Regions from separate parts of the Mus musculus genome. Here region 2 is linked to region 1. A link is a contact called in public HiChIP or PLAC-seq data. All regions are on one chromosome and are shown on one strand. Each heading gives the region's core, a stretch centred on a gene start, on an enhancer-like site or on the middle of the called end of the contact. The rest is flanking DNA. Distances are from core to core; before and after follow the strand shown.

The links. HiChIP or PLAC-seq counts read pairs in DNA pulled down with a chosen protein or histone mark.
Region 2: a contact with region 1 is called in an H3K27ac HiChIP or PLAC-seq map of heart atrium, with 2.7 times the contacts expected there. The contact joins two enhancer-like sites. A contact is called at or near these places in 3 of 484 Hi-C or Micro-C datasets (brain, myocytes and psoas muscle) and 3 of 115 datasets of contacts at active chromatin or transcription factors (CD8 T cells, cardiomyocytes and heart atrium).

What each region holds. Positions count from the first base shown.
Region 1 is chr16:24,489,159-24,492,770 of GRCm38.p6, forward strand. The region is part of intron 3 of Lpp (LIM domain containing preferred translocation partner in lipoma); the gene reads left to right. Among named protein-coding and RNA genes, the nearest start is that of Gm24440, 85 kb to the left of the region's middle. Within about 2 kb of position 1,788, at least 127 of the 459 cell types and tissues checked have an H3K27ac peak or open chromatin away from gene starts, as enhancers often do. A contact at or near this core is called in heart atrium, where this site is marked.
Region 2 is chr16:24,787,203-24,790,814 of GRCm38.p6, forward strand. The region is part of intron 8 of Lpp (LIM domain containing preferred translocation partner in lipoma); the gene reads left to right. Among named protein-coding and RNA genes, the nearest start is that of Mir28a, 39 kb to the right of the region's middle. Within about 2 kb of position 1,854, at least 6 of the 459 cell types and tissues checked have an H3K27ac peak or open chromatin away from gene starts, as enhancers often do. A contact at or near this core is called in heart atrium, where this site is marked.

The DNA.
Region 1 (3,612 bases), core at 538-3,037:
AGAACCTGTCTCAAAATAAAAAGTATGAAGAGGGGCTGGGGAATGGGGCTCAGTGGTTGGGTCCTGGGGAGTGGGGCTTAGTGGTGGGGTCTGGGGAATGGGGCTTAGTGGTGGTGTCTGGGGAATGGGGCTTAGTGGTGGGGTCCTTGGACAAGTAGTGAATGAATATAAGGAGCTACCCTTTGTAGGTGTTGATTTCCTCTGAAGAAGGCATGATGATAGGAGACAACATTGGTTCATGAGAGAGCCGTGAGATGAGAAGAGAGGAGTAAGGAGCTTTGGAGTCAGGAAGAGGGTGGATCTGGGGCAAGAGCACCACTGTCATGACAGCAAGGCCAGGCTGAGGAGAGGGGAGCTGTGGCATCTGAGAAATGGAACAAGACTAGGATATCCTCTGGACCATAAAGCTGTTCCCTCAAGAAACCTTTTCCCTTAAGTGGCATAAAATGTGACCTGAAGTGGGTCTGAGGTGGAGTAGGGAGGTGGAGTTTGTGGAGAGAAAGTGAAAATGGTTTTCTGGAAACTTCCTTTGCCAACAATTCTGCATAGATGCCTCAATGAAGGAGGTTGGCAAGGCAGAGCTGAGGCGGCAGCTCCCTTGTTGTTTCTGTGTCCTGATCACTTTCCCAGGCTTGCATGCCTTCTTCCTTCCCTTGAGCTTCATTCCAGTTAGTGGCTGCTGAGATTCAGACACAGACAGACAGACAGACAGATAGACAGACAGACAGATATACACAGGATAAGCAGGTGATGTAAATCTGCAATTATCGTTGGGTTAAAAAAGGTTGTGTTAGATGCACGTATGCGTTTGGCTCATCTGTTTCCTATTGGCTGCAATCCTCTCTCCCCGTTAATGCGCCAGTCCTTTGCCATGTCCAGTTGCAGCCAGAAGAGGAGCACTGCCTGGTACAACCGGTTCCAGGGAAGAGAGCAGGACTGTTTTGAAGAGCTGACGTTAGAGGCTTGGCAGGAGTTAGTTTCATAGCCTTTCAGTGTGCACTGTTTTTTAGCTCTTTGTGTTTCTTAACATTGACTGTTGAAGGTTTGCCCAAGAGCATATAAGAAGGAAACTCACCTGTGGGCACATGTTTGCATGTGGATGCAGGCCTTGAGGGAACTTTTGGGGATGCCCATTGTAAGGACCTCATGCTGTGTGTGCCCTCTGGATACTGGCTTTTGGGGAAGGTTTTCAGTGGTGGGGGAAGCTGTGATCACTCTACAGCTGAGCATCCCTGGAGGCTGGCTGCAGAGTCTTCAGTGCTGTGACAGACCTGGGCGCTCTGTGTGAGTGAGAGTGGCCTGTTAGTTTGGTAAAGGAAAGAGAAGTTTCTAATTAAGCCAAAGAGTATAGAAGGGGAATGAAGGTTTGTAGAGGGACGTGGGACTGGCAGGCTGGAATGCATGGGCATGGGGGTGAGGCATTTGCCTCCAATCAACAAATTTTCCAGGGCCTTCCTACAATGCTGGGGACTTTCTTCTAGAAGTTGTGCAGAGCTGTTACAGTGGATTTGGGGAAGGGCTGTTGCAAGATTACTCTGTGTGTGTGTGTATGCTGTTTTCCTTTTTTTTTTTGTGTATTTCAGTCTTTTTAGGAACGGTTACGCAGCTGTACCTCTGGGCAGTGTGCCTGCCTGACTTTACAGGCCTTTCCTTTCCTTGTTCTGCCTGGCTCAGCTCCTTCTCATGCTCCTATAATGAAGTGTGGCAGCAAGGCCCCTGGCGCTGCACTGAGCCCTAGGATCTGACCCAGTGCAAGCCCTTGTGGTTGTCCTCCTCTCCCGCCCTCTTCCCCCTCCTCTCTCTCTCTGTCACCAGCCACCCCCAGCAGCTGCAGCCACAGCCCTCCACTCCCTTAAATAAATAAGCCAGTCGCTCGAAAGGGTTCCAAGCACATTAGTCACATATCCCAGAAGTTTAATACAAAATTATTTTGACAGCGAGCACAAGAAGGTGCTTTCTAGCTGAACGCACAGAACTGGCTTTTTCCAGCTGGGCCTCCTGCCTCACAGACAGATGATACGTTTTGTAGATGGAAAGGCTGTGCGGTGCCTGCGACCGCGGTGCTTGCAACCCTTGGATGTGTAGCAAACTGCTCACTACCAAATGCGTAACCAAATGGGACCAGATATAAAACCAGGGCTGGGACAAGAGAGCTATTTCTCTCTCTTGTTTATTAAAGTCTCAAAAGAACTGGAACAATGACTCCCCCGTCAACGTCCTCCCCAGTGACAGACAGAACACCCTGCTCTCACGGGGCTGTCAGCATGCACCTGTCCCTGGAACCCTCTTTTCCTCTTGGGCTTGTGTCTTCTGGGCTGGGAGGCGGAAGGCGAGAGAAGGGAGAATATCAAGTTTTTATTGTGAGCATAACTTTCTCACTAATAGCTTCCATGAGTCACTGGGAGATTTCTGTTTATTTATTTATCTGGCTCCCTCATCTTTTTAAAACCCAGGCTTCTGCATGTCCTGAAAGTCAGGACAGCTCCAGTGGTCGCAGTGTAGGTGGCTCTTCATGCATCCAGCTGAGTAGTGCTTCCCCAAGTATTTTCTGACTCACTTATGTAGCACTTTTTGTTGCTGTCACTGGGCAGGTTAAAGGGTCCTGACTGACCTTCGGCCACACTTGCTTAGAGCTGATAATGTCCACTTTGGCACATAGAAGGAGGAATGAAGAACCCATGCACACTGTGGCTACCTATGAGAGATTTCCCCTTGGTATTCCACAAAGCATCTGAGGAGTCAGACATGTCTCCTCATACAGCTTGGCTCTTTCCTTTAGGGTCCTGCCTAGAGACAGAAGGCCTTTTCCTGAACAACGCTGCTTATTCTGAAGGTTTCAACTGGTTGTGATAGGGCTGATAAATCCTTTAGCCTCAGTGTTTTCTGTTTCTCTCACTGGGATCCATTTTTAAAAACTCTTAACAAAAATCTCCTTGGCTTCTACCCTGGGCTAAGTCGGCCGTCCACATTGGTTTGTCTCCATGGGACCCACTATAGAAGCCACTGTGTTAAATGCTTCATGTGGAGACTTGGTGACTGTGCCCTGCCTTCTGTCTTTTGCCTCTGTCCATCTCCCAAACCTGAGAACTTGGCATCTGTGCAGATGGGCCCACATGGGCTAAGTGTTAGCCTTGTTGGCCTTCTCTGGACAGTTCTCTCAGTAGGTTCGATACCCAGCATTCCTCAGGCCTTCATACCTAAGTCTAGACTCGCCTATCTTGGAAACTACTGGGCTGCTGGCCAGTCCATCATAGCTGTTTATAACACTGCAGTGACAGGGATACTCTCAGGAAGCCGTTGCTCCAGTGCTGGGGACAAAAGCCTCTGTCATAGGCGTACCCATGAGAAGAATAGTGCAGTTTCTAAGCTGCTTTTAGGGAAACTTCAGGCTGAATTTATCCAGGCAGTGGAAGGTAGACATGGGTTTCATCTCCTCAGTGACCAGCTGATGCTTCTCTAACTGTGTCCATGTGGCACTGTGCTCCAGCTGTGATCATGTGACACTGTGCTCCAGCTCCAGTTCCAGCTGTGATCATGTGACACTGTGCTCCAGCTCCAGCTGTGTCCATGTGGCACTGTGCTCTAGCTCCAGCTGTGTCCATGTGACACTGT
Region 2 (3,612 bases), core at 604-3,103, 300 kb after region 1:
GATATCAGGTTTGTTGCCCAAAGTAAGTAGTATGGGTAGGATATGGTACTGCGCTTGGTCAGTGATCCAAGCATCAAGTCTTTCCTCAGTTTCCCTCAAGGTTTCACCTAAGATGTGTCAGTTGCTTGCCTGCAGTAGTGATATCATACAAAACCAATCCTAGAGTTATATATACTGAAAGAATCCTGGGGACTACAAATACAGTCCTACAGGCTAGCCCTTCAAAAATCAAAAATACTAATAATATTTTTTAATTGATTATATGGGGTCATATAAATTTACTTGATCTAATCTATAACTTTGTGAATGGCTTAAGGCAGAGTTGCTATAGTCTCAGTTTCACTAGTGAGCCTACTGACCTGGGGAATTAAAACTGTGCATGAAAGTAAAGATGTCCAAGTAGCCTTATCTCTGGTAACCTGGCTTGTTTCGAGCAATCACAAAATCGTTATCTTACACATTTAGCGAGCAGAAGCACCGGGCTGCCTAGAAACAGAAGCCTTACTACATCTGAAATCTCCCTTAGCCAGCTCCTTCTCTAATGCCCCATTTGATAAAGCCCCAAAATGAACAAAATGTTGTCTCCCACAAACCCAGAAAATCATTACAAAGCTGTGATGGTTTGAATACCATATTCTCTGCCATTTGAATCCTTGGTCCACCATTGGGGGTGACATTTGGGGTGTATAGGAGATATGGTCTTGTTGGAGGAAGTATTCACAGGAGGTGGAGCTTAAAGTCTGGTACCCTTTCTTAAGTATTCTCTCTGCCTCCTACTTTCTTTTGGAGATGAAGCTCTCAGATGCTTCAGCCATTATGCTAGCTGTTAGCTGCCATGCTGCCCCGCATGATTTGGTTGACTCTAATCCCGCTGGAAGCCTGAATAAACCATTCCTTCTACAAGGTGCTTCAGTCATGGTATTTTATCACTGCAATAGCATAGTACCTAATACAGAAACTATAGAATAATCCACCAGACCCATTATTGTTTTTAAATTACTTCAGTCTCAGTTCAGATCTCCTCTCTGCATCCTGTGCTATTGTGTGTGACTCAGTCCTTCCCCTCCCTGGATCTCACAGTGAGTATCATGTGCCTATCTGGGTATTGACATCTATTAAACCAAGACATCATGTTAGTGTCTCTCTTAATGCTTGTCCTTTAGTGGATCTTCAACAAATATTGATGTTTTTCATGCATTTGCCTTCCCTGTCATACAACCAGAACTCTAGTTTCATACTGTTTACTTCTGGGCTCCCTAATGCTGATCCACTCTTTAGCAGAGGGCAGTAGAGTTGAAAACAGGCCTTTGCCATCCATCTGTCTCCATGTTGATATCTCCAGTCCTGTCCTATGAATGATAAAGCTTACCTTGGGATGGCACTAGTAGTCCCCATACAGTGCTTACTATACATACATGGTCCCTGGCACAATTATCTAAGGGGCTTGACATTGTGTCTATCAGTCCAATTGCAAAATAGGACTTATTAATGAATCTTTTATTAACAATAGATTATTTCCCACAACGAACTATTCATCAGAAACGAAGATTAATTCTCTCACTCTCTTCCTCCTGCCCTTTGTTGGGTTTGGTTTGATTTACTGTGTTTCTATCTCAGGACATGGTCAGTACTGATGCCATTCCAAGCTTATGAGACACTTTCCCTGCCTCCTTAGACTCTTTGGACACCTTTAGGTGTCAACAAAAGGGGTGTAGATGTGAGACAGGGAGGCATTCACATTAGTCCTGGTTACTATGGGGACCACAGAGCAGGCATCACATCCATCCTGTCCACACAGGATTAACTCAGACCATCTGAGCCCTGAGTTTACCTCAAACACATTCCTTCAAGAAAAGGGTCACTGCCGGTCATTTCCCTAAAATATCACTGCTGTCCTGACCTGATCCTTCTCAGCTTCGCTTTGGATACACAAGCATACTTTCCACTTGTCATAAAGTGTCACTGTTTTATAATTAAGCATGAGGTGGCACCAGGTGAAGGGACTGTGTAATGTGGTCAGCACACAGAGCCTGTGGTCAAAGATAGGAGTGCAGTTGTCATTTGGTATTTTGGAGTCTCAATGTTTTGATTTGTACGTCTGTTATAAATATATCACATCTTTTTCCTTCTGCTGTGGTGAGGTTCAAAAGCTAGACTCATGAGGAAATTCTCTGTGGACCATAACTTATAAGATAAATAGGGAAACATTTATTGAACCTTCCTTGTGGTTCTGTGCATTATAGTAGCTTTTGGTCTAGATACATGGTATATAGGTGATGTTAAAATAAAATTGACTTAAAAATCTCCGGAATAATCCAGAGCTACTAGTGTGATCTTGGGTTTTATAGGCTGTGCAAAAGATGACTTTTTTAGATCCCTACCTATATGTATAAAGGATTCTGCCTAATTCACATAAGTGACTCCAGAATTCCCAGAGAACCCAGGTGAACCCTGCTTCTGATATCTTTCTTTCGAATGATACTCACTCACCAAGGGAACTCAATGGGGACCTTTGAGATTTTCACTTATGGCGAGAAATCAGCTTTCTCCTTTGGCCATGGCAGCTAGAGCCCTTTCCACTGCGCTCTTGTTTTTCTTATCTCCCACTTAGCATACCCCTGTGTCTTGAGTTCATGATCCTGTAATGAGTTCTCATTTGGTATTGGGGAATATCTCTATTCTGTATGGACACTGGTGTTCAAGCCCAGAGAGGTTTCCACTTGGAAAGGATCTGATATAGGAAGTGTATTTTTCTTCTACTTTCTTGGTGGCCAGCTTGGACCAGTGAGTTGCTAGGCTGTCCTGGTTTCTTGGCTTTTGGAGCCAAACTAAGTTGTACATGTCAAGACAATTTTCTTCTTCTTGATAAAGGTCTTTCCTTTTTTTTCTCTAGTGCCTCAAAAGAAGGAAGGGTAACTTGATCAATTCTAATGGCTGGCAAGTGAAGTATGCCATAAAATGTTTTCTATCACTTGTGTTATCTTGTTTAAGTCTTATTGTCATTGTCACTTTGAACTGAATGGAAGAATGTTCTGTTTATACCAAGGATATTTCATATTCAGTGTCAGTTCAACAACGGGCATCTCACTTGCAAGAAAAGCCAGACCTGAGGAACTAATTTTATGTTTCTCAAAACCTTCAAATTGAAATCGCTTCAAGTTCCCAAAGTATAATGCTCTGATGGTGGCATTCATGGGATGGTGCTTGCCACTGCTATACTGTAACTACTTAAATACGGCATGTGAGTGTGTGTGTGTGTGTGTGTGTGTGTGTGTGTGTGTGTGTATGTGTGTCCTTATAGCATAGGGCTAGGACTGTTTGTTAGAGGGGCTTCCAGGTTTAGCATGATAATTTTACATCTGTGGTTCAGTGTTTCTTTAGTTTTAGCACTTAAAATCAGGCCGGTCTTCATTTCAGCTTCCAAAAAGACAGGGCTCTACCCTGTTGGTACCCAGAGTCCCTGAAGTAAAACTCATGCTGCTGTGGAAAGTAATAGCCATAGATAAAGTTGTGGTCTGGATACAAACCATCTCTTCAGCGCTGAGCTGAAAGCAAAGCACTTAATAACCCCTTGTCTGGCATCCCCAGTGTTGCAGTCTTCAAGACAATATG